Regions from separate parts of the Mus musculus genome. Here all the other regions are linked to region 1. The links are chromatin contacts, called in public HiChIP or PLAC-seq and promoter capture Hi-C maps. All regions are on one chromosome and are shown on one strand. The core of a region is the stretch at or near the end of the contact, and the rest is flanking DNA. Distances in the headings are between cores, read along the strand shown. Region 1 holds the start of Nadsyn1 (NAD synthetase 1). Region 2 overlaps Cttn (cortactin). Region 3 holds the start of Cttn (cortactin).

Region 1 (4,843 bases), core at 1,958-4,457:
TGGGAGAGGAGTTTTCCAGAAAAGAGATTTCTAGGGTGGGGACTTCAAGCTAAGTCCAAGGATTGGTGGGATTCCGTGCTCAGTAATTGGTAGGGTTTCCTGTCAAAGATTGATTCCCCCACCCCCACCCCCCTAGGGATTGGTGGGGTTTGATAGGTCTTCAAATCCTGAAGAGGGCTCAGATCTTTTCCCCTACAGATTCACTTTGCCTGAGACCAGGCCAGTAGCATTTGCTGTCTAGTGGTTTTCAGAGTGGAAGGCTGTCCTCCCACAGAGACAGATATTTCATAAGAATGTTTCCCAGGCCCCTGAAAGTTGCTTCTGAGCTGCCAAAGGTTGATGTGTGCAGCCACAGTAAAAAGCCCCAAGTTCACTTCTAGGTTTTGAAAACCCTCCAGTCCCTAAGCTCAAAAACCCACCAATCCCTGAGCTTAAAGTCCCACCAATCTTTGAGCTTTTCCCAAGCTTAAGACTTTAAATCCCACCAATCCCTCACCCTGGAAATCTCCACCCTGAAAAATACACCTTCCCCAAGAAACTCTACATAAAGCCTGCCTCCCACTCAGGTTTCTGCTGCCTTTAGGCTGAGCAGAGGCAGCCACCCTCTTGTGTCTTTCCTAATAAATTTCTTGTGTGAAATTTGCTATGCACTGTGAATTGTAGTATTCCTTGGCTTCCTACTGCCAGGAAAACTCCCACAGAGCTGCAGTACTTACACTGGGGAAAACTTTCCCCTCAGAGCTGTGTCACTCACACGCTGGCCCTTCTTTTTACAGGTGTCTAGCAGACGCTGTAGCCCATCTATCAAGACACATTCTAAGAACTTCATTCTTGACGCAGCCTGAAGGGTCTAGATTGGCTTTCCTCTGAGGGAGGAAGTGAGGCCTGAATCCCTGGGCCTGAGGAAAAATGGCTGAGGAGGAACTAGACCTAAAGAAGTTGTATCTAGATATGGAAGTCTCTACATGGACCATCCTTTCATCTCAGCTCCAAACTTTGTCTCTGTAACTCCTTCCAAGGGTGTTTTGTTCCCACTTCTAAGGAGGGGCATAGTGTCCACACTTCAGTCTTCATTTTTCTTGAGTTTCATGTGTTTAGGAAATTGTATCTTATATCTTGGGTATCCTAGGTTTTGGGCTAATATCCACTTATCAGTGAGTACATATTGTGTGAGTTCCTTTGTGAATGTGTTACCTCACTCAGGATGATGCCCTCCAGGTCCATCCATTTGGCTAGAAATTTCATAAATTCATTCTTTTTAATAGCTGAGTAGTACTCCATTGTGTAGATGTACCACATTTTCTGTATCCATTCCTCTGTTGAGGGGCATCTGGGTTCTTTCCAGCTTCTGGCTATTATAAATAAGGCTGCTATGAACATAGTGGCTGACACCATTGCATACATGTATTAGTCAGGGTTCTCTAGAGTCACAGAACTTATGGATAATCTCTAAATAGTAAAGGAATTTATTGATGACTTACAGTCGGCAGCCGAATTCCCAACAATTGTTCAGTCGCAGCTGTGAATGGAAGTCCAAGGATCTAGCAGTTACTCAGTCTCACGCAGCAAGCAGGCAAAGGAGCAAGAGCAAGAGCTAGACTCCCTTCTTCCAATGTCCTTATATTGTCTCCAGCAAAAGGTGTAGCCCAGATTAAAGGTGTGTTCCACCACACCTTTAATCCCAAATGAAAGGCATAGCCCAGATTAAAGGTGTGTTCCTTAACTCGGAGATTAAATCTTCTGGAATCCATAGCCACTATGGCTCAAGATCTTCAAACCAAGATCCAGATAAGGATCTCCAAGCCTCCAGATAAGGGTCACTGGTGAGCCTTCCAATTCCGAATTGTAGTTCATTCCAAATATTGTCAAGTTGACAACCAGGAATAGCCACTACAATACACTAGCAAGATTTTATCGAAAGGACCCAGATGTAGCTGTCTCTTGTGAGACTATGCCGGGGCCTAGCAAACACAGAAGTGGATGCTCACAGTCAGCTAATGGATGGATCACAGGGCTCCCAATGGAGGAGCTAGAGAAAGTAGCCAAGGAGCTAAAGGGATCTGCAACCCTATAGGCGGAACAACATTATGAACTAACCAGTACCCCGGAGCTCTTGACTCTAGCTGCATATGTATCAAAAGATGGCCTAGTCGGCCATCACTGGAAAGAGAGGCCCATTGGACACGCAAGCTTTATATGCCCCAGTACAGGGGAACGCCAGGGCCAAAAAGGGGGAGTGGGTGGGTAGGGGATTGGGGGTGGGTGGGTATGGGGGACTTTTGGTATAGCATTGGAAATGTAAATGAGCTAAATACCTAATAAAAAATGGAAAAAAAAAGTTGTATCTACTTTGATTGGTGTTACCCAAACGCAAAAGGGACAGGAATGAGAAAGGGCTCAGGTTGATGCACAGGGAATCCAGACTGCTGTGAGCCAAAGAAGCAGGACACACCCATTCCCTCTGTGAGCTCTCTGTGAGCTCCTACTGACAAAATTGACACAAATTAACTGAACACACCTGCGAAGTGGAAACTTTGAGAGATCCCTTCCATCAGACTGGCCTGTGCTTGTCTGTGGAGCATTTTCATAACCGATGATTGATGTGACGGCCTTGGCCCACTGTGGGTGGCGCTACCCCTGGCTGGTGGTCCTCAGTGGTGCAAAAAAAAAAAAAAAACAGGCTGAGTAAGCCTTCAAGCAAGCCAGTGGGCAGAAGTCCTCTTTGGTCTCTGCTTCAGTTCCTGCCTCAACTTCCCTTCATTACAGACTATGAGCTATAAGGTGAAGTGAGCCCTTTTCCTCCCCAGCTGCTTTTTGCCACGTGTTCATCACAGCGACAGAAAGCAAACCTGACATTACTTTTGGTGGCAGAAAACAAGCCTTTCATGACCTATCAAAAGTCGCTCAGATGGCAAAGGAAATGATCCAGGACGCTCTGACCTTGGGCAACAGCGGGACGCTGAGACAACCTTACTGCGCAGGCGCTCCTTAGGGCCCTACTTTAAAGGGTGCGCTTTGTGCAGGATCTCCGCGGGGGCGGGGTCTCACGGAAGGGCGCGCACTGCGAAAGTGAGAAGGGGTGTGGCTGTGGAGGGCGAAAGGACGGGGCTTCCGGGTAAGACACGGTCTGCGCCGGCGCAGTTCTGGAGGCGGTGCAGAAGCTGGGCTATGACGGCAGAGGGGCGGGGCTATGGCGAGCCGTGGGGAGGGGCCTCTAGGAAACCAAGCTACGCAGGCGTAGACCGGACAGTCCGGCTAGTATCTTCCCTGTGGTCTCCGTTATTACACCGTCCCAGCCTGGAACCTGTAACCAGCATGGGCCGGAAAGTGACCGTGGCCACCTGTGCACTCAATCAGTGGGCCCTGGACTTTGAGGGCAATTTCCAGAGGATTTTAAAGAGTGAGTTTTGGGGTGGCGGGAGACAGGAAGAAGTCAAAGTCCACAATGGGTAGGACATGGCAGTCCAGGCCAGCTTTGCCCAGGAGAGACTCACAGCGCTGGGCGTGGGAACAGATAGAAGGGTAATGCTTGGTGAGCTTTCAGGGCGACTTCCTAATTTGGGGGACATGTGAGGAAGCAAGGCAAGAGTGGAAATAGGAGTGCCCTGCCAGCCAGGCAGACACTGCCCTCATCCATCCTCTAGGATCTGGTGGGTCTCTCTAAGGTTACCTGGGGCAGGGCTGCGCATTCTTGGAACTGTTTCATTGAGATCTAGGCGTTTGCAAAGACTAGAGATCCGTGTTCTAGGGCTCCTGAGGACATTCCTCATGGATTGGCATTGGGAGAAGGCATACTGAAGCCAGAAGAGGTCTCAGGTCAGAGAAGGGTGTTGGCGTTCCATATACCTGTATTGTTGACATTCAGGTCAGCTCATCATTGCCCCCAGAAGATAGAACTGGGGATACTCTGTGCCCAGCTGCAGACTGCTCACCTCAGGTTATCCGTGCTGGAAGCCTCTGCAGGAAGGCTAAATAGGAAAAACAAGAAACAAGCAAAACAACAAGAAAAACCCAAATGTATTATTTATTTCATGTACATATGCACGCCATAATGTGCATGTGGAGGTCAGAGGACAACCTGCAGGAGTCAGCTGTCCTCTTCCACCTTGTGGGTCTGAGTGAGCAGTTCTCAACCTGTGAGCCACAACCCCTGTGAGGGCCAAATGACTCTTGGGCAAGGGTCAAATATCAGATATCGAGCCTCTCAGATATTTACATTATGGTTTATAACAGCAAAATTAGTTGGGGGAGGGGGCAGACGGTCACCACAACATGAGGAGCTGTATTGAAGGGCCATGGTATTAGGATGGTTGAGAACCACTGGTCTAAGTGAACTCAGACTTGTCAGGCTTACCAACGAGTGACTTTACCTACGGAGACATCTGGCTAGCCCAGGCGTTTTTATTTTTTAAAGTAATTTTTGACCTGATTTTGTGGTCAGAGTCTATGTCTTTGCGGTGAAGATGGGCTGCCTTGCCTGCATGTTGGCAGCAGCTCTCAACCTGGGTGCTGGATGCTGACACCAACCTAGGGATGGAAGCCTTCACATCCTGTCTACAGCTTTTCCTTATAGCCAATTTGGGTGTCTGCTTAATGATTATCCATTAAGGTGTGGCTTACCCTCCTAGTACTAAGGTCACCCTACCCTCCCTGTTTCTGAATACCTACACGTGGGTATAGGTGCCTGTTGTCCTCTGCTATTAACAGAAAGGGCTGTAGTTGGTTGGAGCCTGGCTTTGGCTGTATCTACCACAGCAGCCTGCTTTTTCTACCTTTTAATGTATCCTAGCTGCTGAATCCTTCTCCCTCCCTCTCTCTCCATATAGGTATTCAAATTGCCAAA
Region 2 (4,542 bases), core at 961-3,460, 630 kb before region 1:
ATGTCAGCCGCGTTTCTGTCTTGAGTTTTGTTCTCACGATGTGAAGTTGTCCATGTCTCCACTAGTTCCAGAAGTCCCCATAGGCAGCAGGGGGATAGGGTGATCCGTCCCATCTCACCCCATGCCAAGGCTGCAGCCCCTGGGAGCCTGGTTACTGCGGCACCCTTGGAGGGGTCCTTTGTCCTCCAGGTTCCTGGGTTCTCCTTTATAAGGTGGGCTCTGATATGTGGAAGGCACACTTTTTTTTTTTTCTTTTTTGGTTTTTCGAGACAGGGTTTCTCTGTGTAGCCCTGGCTGTCCTGGAACTCACTTTGTAGACCAGGCTGGCCTTGAACTCAGAAATCCGCCTGCCTCTGCCTCCCTAGTGCTGGGATTAAAGGCGTGCACCACCACGCCCGGCTTGAAGGCACACTTCTTTCTGCAGTTCTGGAGATAGAACTCCAGGAACTGGTCTGTGCTGGGCAGGGTCTGTATCTGAGTCTCCCTCAAATCCTTGCACACTTCTGTTCTAATTAGGAATTTTTCTTGTCACAGTGGGAACTCTGTCCCAGGGAAAGCTGGTTTGAGGAGGGTAAAACCCTGTAGCTGTATTCAGCCGTCCCTTCAGGCAAACCTTGAAGCCTGGAGTAGCTTTAACTAAACTTTACCATCCAGTTCTGATCCTGCTTCTGCGTCTCAGCTGAAGTCTACTGACCTTAAGTTTGTTTGTTCCTTTACGCTTTGGTCAATGTTAGATCAACAGGCCCAGATCAGAGGTCTGAACATGACGTACTGGACCAGTGCGCGTGTTCCCGTGATTCTAACCTAGCTGTCTCCTCTCTCGGTCATGCTCCTCACTGTCTCCCGTGGATCTCCAGACTATAAGACTGGTTTCGGAGGCAAATTTGGTGTTCAGTCCGAGAGGCAGGACTCCTCCGCTGTGGGGTTTGATTACAAGGAGAGATTGGCCAAGCACGAGTCCCAGCAAGGCACAGTTCCCCCCCACCCCCACCCCCCCACCAGCCCTTGCAGTGCAGCTGACTTGGAGCAGACTTCAGGGTTTACCGCAGTGCCTGTGACAGTTCCCTGTGCCGCCAGCTGCCAGCGATGGCCTCCACTCAAGTGTCATGCTAGAGCAACATCCCGGAGCTTGGTCCTTTTCCTCCCCCACCCCACCCCTGTTCTTTTTTTCCCTCCAGCCTTCTGGGTTGAGGTTAGGAGGCACTCTGCAGGCCAGGTTGGTATAGTATCTGCAGGGAACACCTCTGGCCTCATCGCTGCAGACCCCCAGCGCTGACTCTCTGACCCATAGGGAGTTGGGTTTGCTTCTCTCAGACCTGATGTTAACCACACACTGGGGTGGTGGAGAATGAAAGATGTGTTTCATGTGCTCCCTGTGTCTTTGTTTACAGAGGTGTGGATTTTTGTTGCTGTTTTTTGTTTTTTGTTTTTGTTTTTGTTTCTTTTTGGCCAGGTATACAAGGTTTTATGTGTGTGTTTGTTTTGGTTTTTGGCCACACGGACTTGTGTGTAGTATCTGTCTCCACCCAGAGCCTTACCCTAGTGCACACTGTGTGTGGCTGATACTGGCAGGTGGAGGCATGCCCTGGGGATCTCAGAAGCTATTGCAGTTTTTCTCTTTGAGAGGTCAGACCTGGTTCCCAGAGCCAACCTGGTTCCTAGAAGCTGAGCACCCAGGCAGAGGCCTGTGACTCCCTGGATCAGGGTGGACTGTGGGCTCCCAGATGCCATCAGGCCCAGAGTGAATGTACTTGGTGCTGGCCCAGCAGATTGTGTGGAGGTGGCCATTGGTTCCTGTGATGTCAAGGCTGCATGACTGTCACTTTCATGTGTTTGTGTGTGGCAGCAACAGACATACTTGTCTGGTGGCATTTCCACACAGAGTTTTTGTTTTGTTTTGTTTTTTGTTTTTTCTTTTAAAAAGCAAGAGAACAAACCACGATGGGGCCTCTAATTAGTGCCCAGTAGAGCAGGCGCCCAGGAAGCAGATGAGAATAAGGCCCTGGCTGGTGCGAAGACTGTGCTATAGAAGTGTGCACTGCAAAGGCCTGTCCTGTGTCCTCCCTCCTTGGCTTCCTTCCCGCTGGCCTGCCGCCCATCCCCTCCCTGTCCCCATTCCTGGAAGCATGCCCACACCTCTCCTACTCCCTGCCTGCACTGGGCACTGTGGTTAGACAGCTGGCTCTGCCAGGAGAGCCTGTCCTCGGGCAGCTTTCACGTCCCTCCGCTCTGGTCTGTGTCCCCGGGCTGTTTGTGGATCCATGCGCATGTGCCTGCCACTGCTCGCCCATCCTCAGCCTCACGTAAGTCTCACCTTTACCACCTTTTAGACTATGCCAAAGGATTCGGCGGGAAGTATGGGGTGCAGAAGGATCGGATGGACAAGGTAAGACTGGTGAGCCATGGTGGGGATGTCTTCCGAGGGCCGTTGGCTCACTACATGGAGGTCTGTCCAGTGACATTAGGTATATCATTCCATGGCTCTGGAGTGGCCACCTGGGAACCCTGCATACCTCATGTGGCACACTGTGGGTTCATTCTGTTTCACATGTGGGGCTGAGGCCAACCAAGCTGAGTACTTGGTCACAGCACAGCAGTTAGCAGGAGGGATCTTGGGTGAAATTGAGGCACTTGATACAAGGGTCTTGGGACCTATTTGACCTTTTTTTTTTTTCTGACGCTTTATTTATTACGTATACAGTGTTCTGCTTGCATGTGTGCCTGCACACCAGAAGAGGGCACCAGATCCCATTATAGATGGTTATGAACCACCATGTGGTGCTGGGAATTGAACTCAGGACCTCTGGAAGAGCAGCCAGCAAGTGCTTTTAACCTCTGAGCCATCTCTCCAGCCTGACTATTTGAACTTTTTTTTTGTTTGTTTGTTTGTTTTTTTTTTGTTTTGTTTTTTCGAGACAGGGTTTCTCTGTATAGCCCTGGCTGTCCTGGAACTCACTCTGTAGACCAGGCTGGCCTCAAACTCAGAAATCTGCCTGCTTCTGCCTCCCGAGTGCTGGGATTAAAGGTGTGCGCCACTACTGCCTGGCTTGAACTTTTAATTATTAGCAGAAAGCCAGGCAAAAACCAGTTCTCAGAATTGCTTAGTGGCCACATTTAGTCACTGTCTGTTACCACAGACGGGGGAACTGGACTACTTACTAGTCTTGTTGCAGTGGGCCAGCACCTGGGACATCCTGGGCCTTAGCCTGCCCTTTTTCACTTTTTCCTTCAGATAGGGTCCTGCTGTGCCACCCAGGCAGGCCTGGGACTTGAGGTGCTTCTGCCTCGGCCTTCGGGGTCTGGCATTGGTGGCCAGTGCCATCCTGTCCAGCTTTGTCTTTTAGTCATGAAAGCGTGTTCCTGTGGTAACAGATTGCTCCTTCTCTCCAGATCCCCTCATCAGCCTGTTGTTGCTTTTAATCAGTTCCAGAACCCTGTAAGGTCAGCTGTGAGCTGGTGAAAGTTGTTTTTCTAGTATGTCAGCCAGTGGTGGGGAAAGCTATTGCTAGACAGCTCTGTGGGTTCTCCAGTGGTCTGGCAGGGGCTGCTTTCCTCTGCCTGAGGTGAGCTGCATACTCTCAACTGCACAGATGCCAATGTTCCTTCCTGCCCTTGACTGTGGTCACACATGGCGTGCCTGGGTCATCCCCTGAGTTGTTCTTCCTTTAGACTCAGCTCACTGTGGTTGGCTTCATCCTGGGCATCTCCCAGGTCACCAGGGTATCTCACAGGAGACCCCTAGAGCAAAGCTGGTGGCTTGTGCTAACTGGCCCTGAGGAAGCAAGATGAACTGAGTTTAAGAATGATGATATGTAGTCAGGTGGTGTGCACACCTTGAATCCCAGTACTCAGGTTGCAGAGGCAGGCAGATCCCTGAGTTCAAGGCCAGTCTGATCTACAGAGAGTTTCAGGATAGCCAGGCCTTTACAGAGAAACCCTGTCTCCAAAACAAAAACAAACTCATTGTGTGTATGCATGTATATGTGTATGTGCCACCAAGTATACTTGGTAGTCAAAGGACAGCTTGTGTGAGTTGGTTTCTACCATGTGGGTCCCAGGGTTTGAACTCGGGACACTGGGCTTGGAGGCAAGTGCCTCTACCCAGTGAACCCTCTCACTGGTCCCTGGGCTGAGGTTTGAGGGCAGATGGTCAGTGACAAAGCAGAGGATGGGACAGGAGCCTGCTTTGGGAACAAGGTCATTGCAGATATGGAAGAGTGAGGGTGGCGATTCTATTTCCTGCTGTGGGGGAAGCCTATGGAACATTCAGCCTTTACTGAAGGAGCCTGAGTCCGGGCACAGCTGCACACACCTGTAACCCAGCACTCGACAGAGCAGAGGGCGGGCTTGGTGTGATTCCAGGCAGTGGTGGAGGCTTGCAGAGTTGGGGGACTTGGGTAGAGAAGATGAGAGTGATAAGGCCTTAGGCAGCCAGGATGCTGCAAGGCTGCCTCAGTGGCAGGGGAGGGCCATGCAGCATGCTGAGGGGCACCCCTCAGGGTTTTACCTCTGCCAGTTGGAATAGACTGAGCAAGGAGGCTG
Region 3 (4,765 bases), core at 117-2,616, 650 kb before region 1:
GCACATTTGCAATCCCCTCAGCAGAGAAGCAAAGACAGGAGGATCTCTGGGGCCTGCTGACCAGCCAGCTTAGCCTAGTGGATGAACTGCAGGCCAGAGAGATCCTGTCTCAAGCAGTGAGTGGCCTTCCTGAGGAAGATGCCAGAATGTGTCCTTGGACCTCTGTATGTGTGCTCATGCAGTTGAATGCACACTTACATGTGAATTGTGCACACACACATGGGAACATTCTCCTCTGACACCTGACATCTCTTTTTCCTTCCTGATCTATTCATAAATTTTGACAGTTTAGCCTTTTGTTTTCTGCCTTGTGGTGCTAAGGTTGGTACCAGGGCCCTGTACATACTAGACAGGCACTCTACCACTGAATTACATCCCTAACCTCCCTCTTTCATCTCCTTTCTCCTCCTCCTCCTTCTGGAGAGGGGGGCAGGAGAGACAGAATCCCTCACTTGGCTGATCAGGACCAGACTGGCCTCTAAGTGATCCACTTGGCCGCTGCCTTATTAGCTAGCTTTGTTATACAGTCCAGGACACCTGTCTAGGGATGGACCACAGTGGGTTGGCCCTCCTGTATCAAGACAATCATGCCCACAGAATAACCTAAATAAGACAAGTACACATTTGAGATTTTTTTAAAAAAAAATGTGATTCTAGGCTGTTTCAAGTTGACAGTTAATGTCAACTAGGACAGATAGATGAGTGGATGGATAGATAAGTAGATGGATGGTTGACACATGGGTGTATAGGTGACATGTTGGTTAGTTTTTGTCAACTTGACACTAGAGTAATCTTGGAAGAGGAAACCTCAGTTGATGAATTGCCATCAGACTGGCCTGTAGGCTAGTCTGTGGGGGCATTTTCTTGGTTACTGATTGATTCAGAAGGGCCCAACCCACCGTTGTGGGTTGCCACCCTTACACTGGTAGACCTGGGATGTGAAAGAAAGGCTGAGCAAGCCAGTATGCAGCACTCCTTCATAGTCTCTGTTTCAGTTCCTGCCCTGCCTGAGTTCCTGTTCTAACTTCCTTCCCTCAGTGATGGACTATAATTTATGAGCCAAATAAGCAGTTTTCTCCCCAAGCTGTATTTGATCAGTTCTTTTTGTTTTGTTTTGTTTTGTTTGTTTTTCGAGACAGGGTTCAGTTTTTTGATCACAATAGGAAGCAGATAGATGGAAGAATGGATGAACAGATGTATGGCTAGATGAGTGGGTGTATGGGTAGATGGGCAGAAGGACAGATTGGTGGATTGGTGGGTAGAAGATTGACAGGGGAGTGAATGATGCTGTGTAGATCCATGCGTGGGTAGAGAGTTGCAGGGTGGATACATGGTTGGAAGCTGGGTTGAGGGTGAATGTGTGTTGGACAGGGCTTGACGGGTGTTTCTAAATCGGATCTCCGCAGCTGACTGGCGGCCGAGCTGCCTATGAGTCCTGGAACTGTGTATCCTGCTTTCTTGATCAGCTAACAGGAATACGGGGCGGGGACGGCCTGGAATAGGGCGGGATCTTGCGTGGCCCCGGATGCGGCCCCGCCTCCGCGGAACCGGAAGTGAGCGGGCACAGGGAGCGGCGGGGCGCGGCGGGAGCCTGGTGGACCCTGCTGGTGCGGTGAGCGGGGGATGGGCGTCCTAGAGAGCTGCTGGGGGACAGGAAGGGTGTGGGATGATGAGTTGTCAGGGTGCCGGGCCTGGACGGGAGGTTGGGGTACAGGGTCTGGACTGGGCCCAGGTGATCCGAGTGCGGGGCAGGGTCGGGGCCCAGGGGTGCAGGGCCAGGATCTGTTGGTCGAGGCCTCGGAGTGTAGGGCTGGGACCCCTGAGTCAGGATTCCAGGCCAAAACCCGGTGTTCGCGGTGTGGGGCCGGGATTGTGACTTGGGGTGTGTGGCTGGGGTCGGGCGTCGGGACCCGGGCTGCAGGGCTAGGATCGGGGGTTGGAGTGCAGTGCTAGGAGGGGGAACCGGGGTGCAGAGTCAAGGCCAAGGGTTCGCGGTGTGGGTCCGAAATCGGGGGGTTGGGGTTGTGGTGTGGCGCTGGGATTCGGGATTCGGGGTGTAGGGCCAGGATTGGAGGCTCAAAGTCCCGGGTCGCAGGGTCTGGATGGGGACGTCGGAGCCCCGGGTATTGGGCAAGGATCGGAGGTTTCGGACACCAATGCTGAGCCGTTCATCCCGTCATTTGTGGAGTAGCTAGGGGTGCACAGCCGGTCTGGCTCTGAGGGGGCGGGCCCTAGGACACAGGCCCTAGGAATTTTGGACATAAAGAAAGGGGTGGGGTTTCAGAGCAGGAACCCAGGATGAAGTGCTAAGTCGGTTTGGGGTGTTCTAGGTCAGAGTGCATAATTATGGGTCTGTGGTAGTCAGAGTACCAGAACCTGGGAAAAGAATGTAGACCTGAGGCCTGGGAGATGCTGGTGGGGGTAAGGGGACTTTGCTTCTAGAATCTAGTGGAATGATGAGGGCCTGGGGGAAGCTGGTGGGCCTGGGGAGCCTGGGGTTCCAGAACCCAGTGGAATTATGAGGGTCCAAGGACCTGTAGGAAGTTGGTAAGGCTGAGCAGCCGGGTTCCAGCATTGGTCTCTAGTCCTCAGGACTGGGCTGAGAGGCCAACATCTGAGGAAAGGCCTGGGCACCTGAGGGAAATTTGCAATGGGGTCAATGGAAATCCAAGCGCCTAGCTTGCTTCCTGGAGCTAAGGAGCCTGGAATCCAGCCGCCCCTCCTCCTGGGTGTGTGCCCAGTCACTGCAGAGGTGTTTGGGCCTGGTATGTTCCTTTGTTTCCTCTTGGTCCGTGTGAGGGATGGGGACTTGTGGCCAGGGAGAAGGAATTCCCTGTTGTGCCCAGTGAAGCAAGCAGAGGCTTTAGCCCTTCCTAGTGGTTTGCCCTGGCTGCACTGCCTGGGCCTTGCCAGTAAGTAGCCCAAGCTCCAGTAAGTCCTCACCACCCAGTAGACCCTCACAGTCAGAACTTACAGCCCACCCCCCACCCCCCTCCCCCAGCGTCCACCAGGGGTCAGGCCTCTGCTGGCTCACCCAGAGTGAGTCACCAGTTCAGGCCCTGAGTCAACACTGCTTCTCTGTTTGACTGAGAAGGTTGTCACCAGAAGTTTGAAGGAGGGAGAAGCAGCTTTTGTGGGAGCTTCAGATGTAGAAGAGTGCAGAGGTGGGGTTGAAGAACTGATTGTGGTACTAGGTCTCCAGAGCACCCTGGGCCTTGCTAGACAGCTTCTCCACCCAACTTTAGCCCTGGCCCTAGAGCTGACCTTTAATTGAGGGCTTATGACAGTTATGCCTTTAACACCTTGTAAAATGCCAGGGAATTTAATTGGCCCTTCAGACTTTGACCTGTTAGTCGGGAAGGCACCTGGCATAACTCCGCACCGTCCTGAGCATCCTTACCTCCTTGTGCCCCTGGTCTTTGTCCTGGGCATGGTCGTGTCTGCCTACCAGCTTGTCTCTTAATGGAGTCCTGGGCAGGCTAGCCTACTCCGTCTGTGCACTGGCCTCCATAGGCATGGGGTGGGGGTTGCCCTTTCCATAACAACTCCTGACCCAGCCACCTTTGCTCCGCTGCGCTATAGGTATCAGGTTCAGGGCCTCAAGATGGTGGATTCCTCCATCCTGTGACTAGGTCCTCTCTGACTGAGCTTCGTGCTGGCTGTGTGGGGCTGAGTGGCTTTCTCTGTCCCCGTCTGATTTCTATCAGCTTTATTGATATTTCACCCTACACGTGATCACCCGATTGAAGGGTTCAGTGGTTATCGATGTATTCAGAGTTGTACAGCCATCACCACAAACAGTTTTGGCCTTCTCAGAGATCTACATAGAATGTGCATGCCCATGGTCCCAGTGGCTGGGAATGCTGAAGCAGAGGACCTTAAGACCAAGGAGTTCTGGCCAGCCTAGGAACAAACCTGGAGTCTGTCTGTCTGTATGTGTCTCTCTTTCTACTCCTCCCTCCCACTCCCTTTTTGGTGGTGGTTGGGATGCATTTGAGACGGATCTCTATAGCTTTGATTAACCGGAAACTCACTACGTACACCAGCATGCCCCCTACACTTGCAGCCATCCTCCTGCCTCCTGAGTGTTGGGATTATAGGCTGTGGGCACACACTATCAAGCTGGGCCGCTCTGCTCTGTCCTTTAGAAAAGAACGAAACTGGATATCTTAGCCTCGAATTTCCCCTGATTAGCTCTCCTCTCAGCCCTCCTCCCACATTGCCAGCACCCCCCACATCCCATTTGCTGGGGATCAAGTACAGAGCCTCGAACACACAAAGCTTGTATTCCACCCATGAGCTCCAGCCCTGCCTTTTTCCTCCGTTTCCTTTTTTGTTTGTTTTGAGATGAGATCCTTCCATTGAGCTCCTATGTTTAAGTGTCATTCCCCCAGTCCCCTATCACTGTGCCTGGCATCTTTGTTATTAAACAGGTTAGCTATCTTTTTAACTAATGATTAGTAAGTGCTCTTTATATATTCGGAATCCATTATTTGAAAACCATTCTTCTTCCACAGGTCATCCTGTCACGTGTTTGCTTCTTGGCAGGGTCTCATTCTGTAGTCCAGGCTAGCCTCAAACTCTACAGCCTCCACCTCAGCGCCCTGAGTGCTGGGTTCTAGTTTATATGCTGCCATACAGGTTCTTGTTGGTTTTCTGGTGGTTATCTTTTGAGGAACCAAAAAACATTTGAGCATTTAGATGAGAAGGCTCAGTGGGCAAAGGACACTTGCCACTGAGCCTGACACCTTGAGTTCAGTCCCTG

Evidence for each region. Promoter capture Hi-C pulls out the DNA fragments that hold promoters and counts their contacts. HiChIP or PLAC-seq counts read pairs in DNA pulled down with a chosen protein or histone mark.
Region 2: a promoter capture Hi-C map of neural stem cells shows a contact between it and region 1. The contact joins the enhancer-like site here to the promoter of Nadsyn1 in region 1. A contact is called at or near these places in 3 of 39 promoter capture datasets (hippocampal neurons, liver and neural stem cells), 1 of 484 Hi-C or Micro-C datasets (the N1E-115 cell line), 5 of 115 datasets of contacts at active chromatin or transcription factors (astrocytes, embryonic forebrain, forebrain and 2 more) and 2 of 9 other capture datasets (adipose tissue and embryonic stem cells).
Region 3: an H3K4me3 HiChIP or PLAC-seq map of forebrain shows a contact between it and region 1, with 8 times the contacts expected there. The contact joins the promoter of Cttn here to the promoter of Nadsyn1 in region 1. A contact is called at or near these places in 6 of 39 promoter capture datasets (the 3T3-L1 cell line, embryonic stem cells, hippocampal neurons and 2 more), 7 of 484 Hi-C or Micro-C datasets (the N1E-115 cell line, cortical neurons, embryonic stem cells and 3 more), 12 of 115 datasets of contacts at active chromatin or transcription factors (bone marrow-derived macrophages, craniofacial prominence, differentiating embryonic stem cells and 5 more) and 3 of 9 other capture datasets (adipose tissue, embryonic stem cells and pancreatic islet).

Annotation. Positions count from the first base shown.
Region 1 is chr7:143,821,216-143,826,058 of GRCm38.p6, reverse strand. It overlaps Nadsyn1 (NAD synthetase 1), which reads left to right and starts at 3,207. Exons shown (of 21, transcript NM_030221.2): 1 at 3,207-3,400; 2 at 4,827-4,843. The coding sequence starts at 3,316. It overlaps Dhcr7 (7-dehydrocholesterol reductase), which reads right to left and starts at 2,892. Exons shown (of 9, transcript NM_007856.2): 1 at 2,519-2,892.
Region 2 is chr7:144,447,404-144,451,945 of GRCm38.p6, reverse strand. It overlaps Cttn (cortactin), which reads left to right. Exons shown (of 18, transcript NM_007803.5): 11 at 858-968; 12 at 2,331-2,386. Among named protein-coding and RNA genes, the nearest start is that of Gm34561, 18 kb to the right of the region's middle. Within about 2 kb of position 2,210, at least 72 of the 459 cell types and tissues checked have an H3K27ac peak or open chromatin away from gene starts, as enhancers often do. A contact at or near this core is called in the N1E-115 cell line, liver and neural stem cells, where this site is marked.
Region 3 is chr7:144,467,536-144,472,300 of GRCm38.p6, reverse strand. It overlaps Cttn (cortactin), which reads left to right and starts at 1,366. Exons shown (of 18, transcript NM_007803.5): 1 at 1,366-1,612.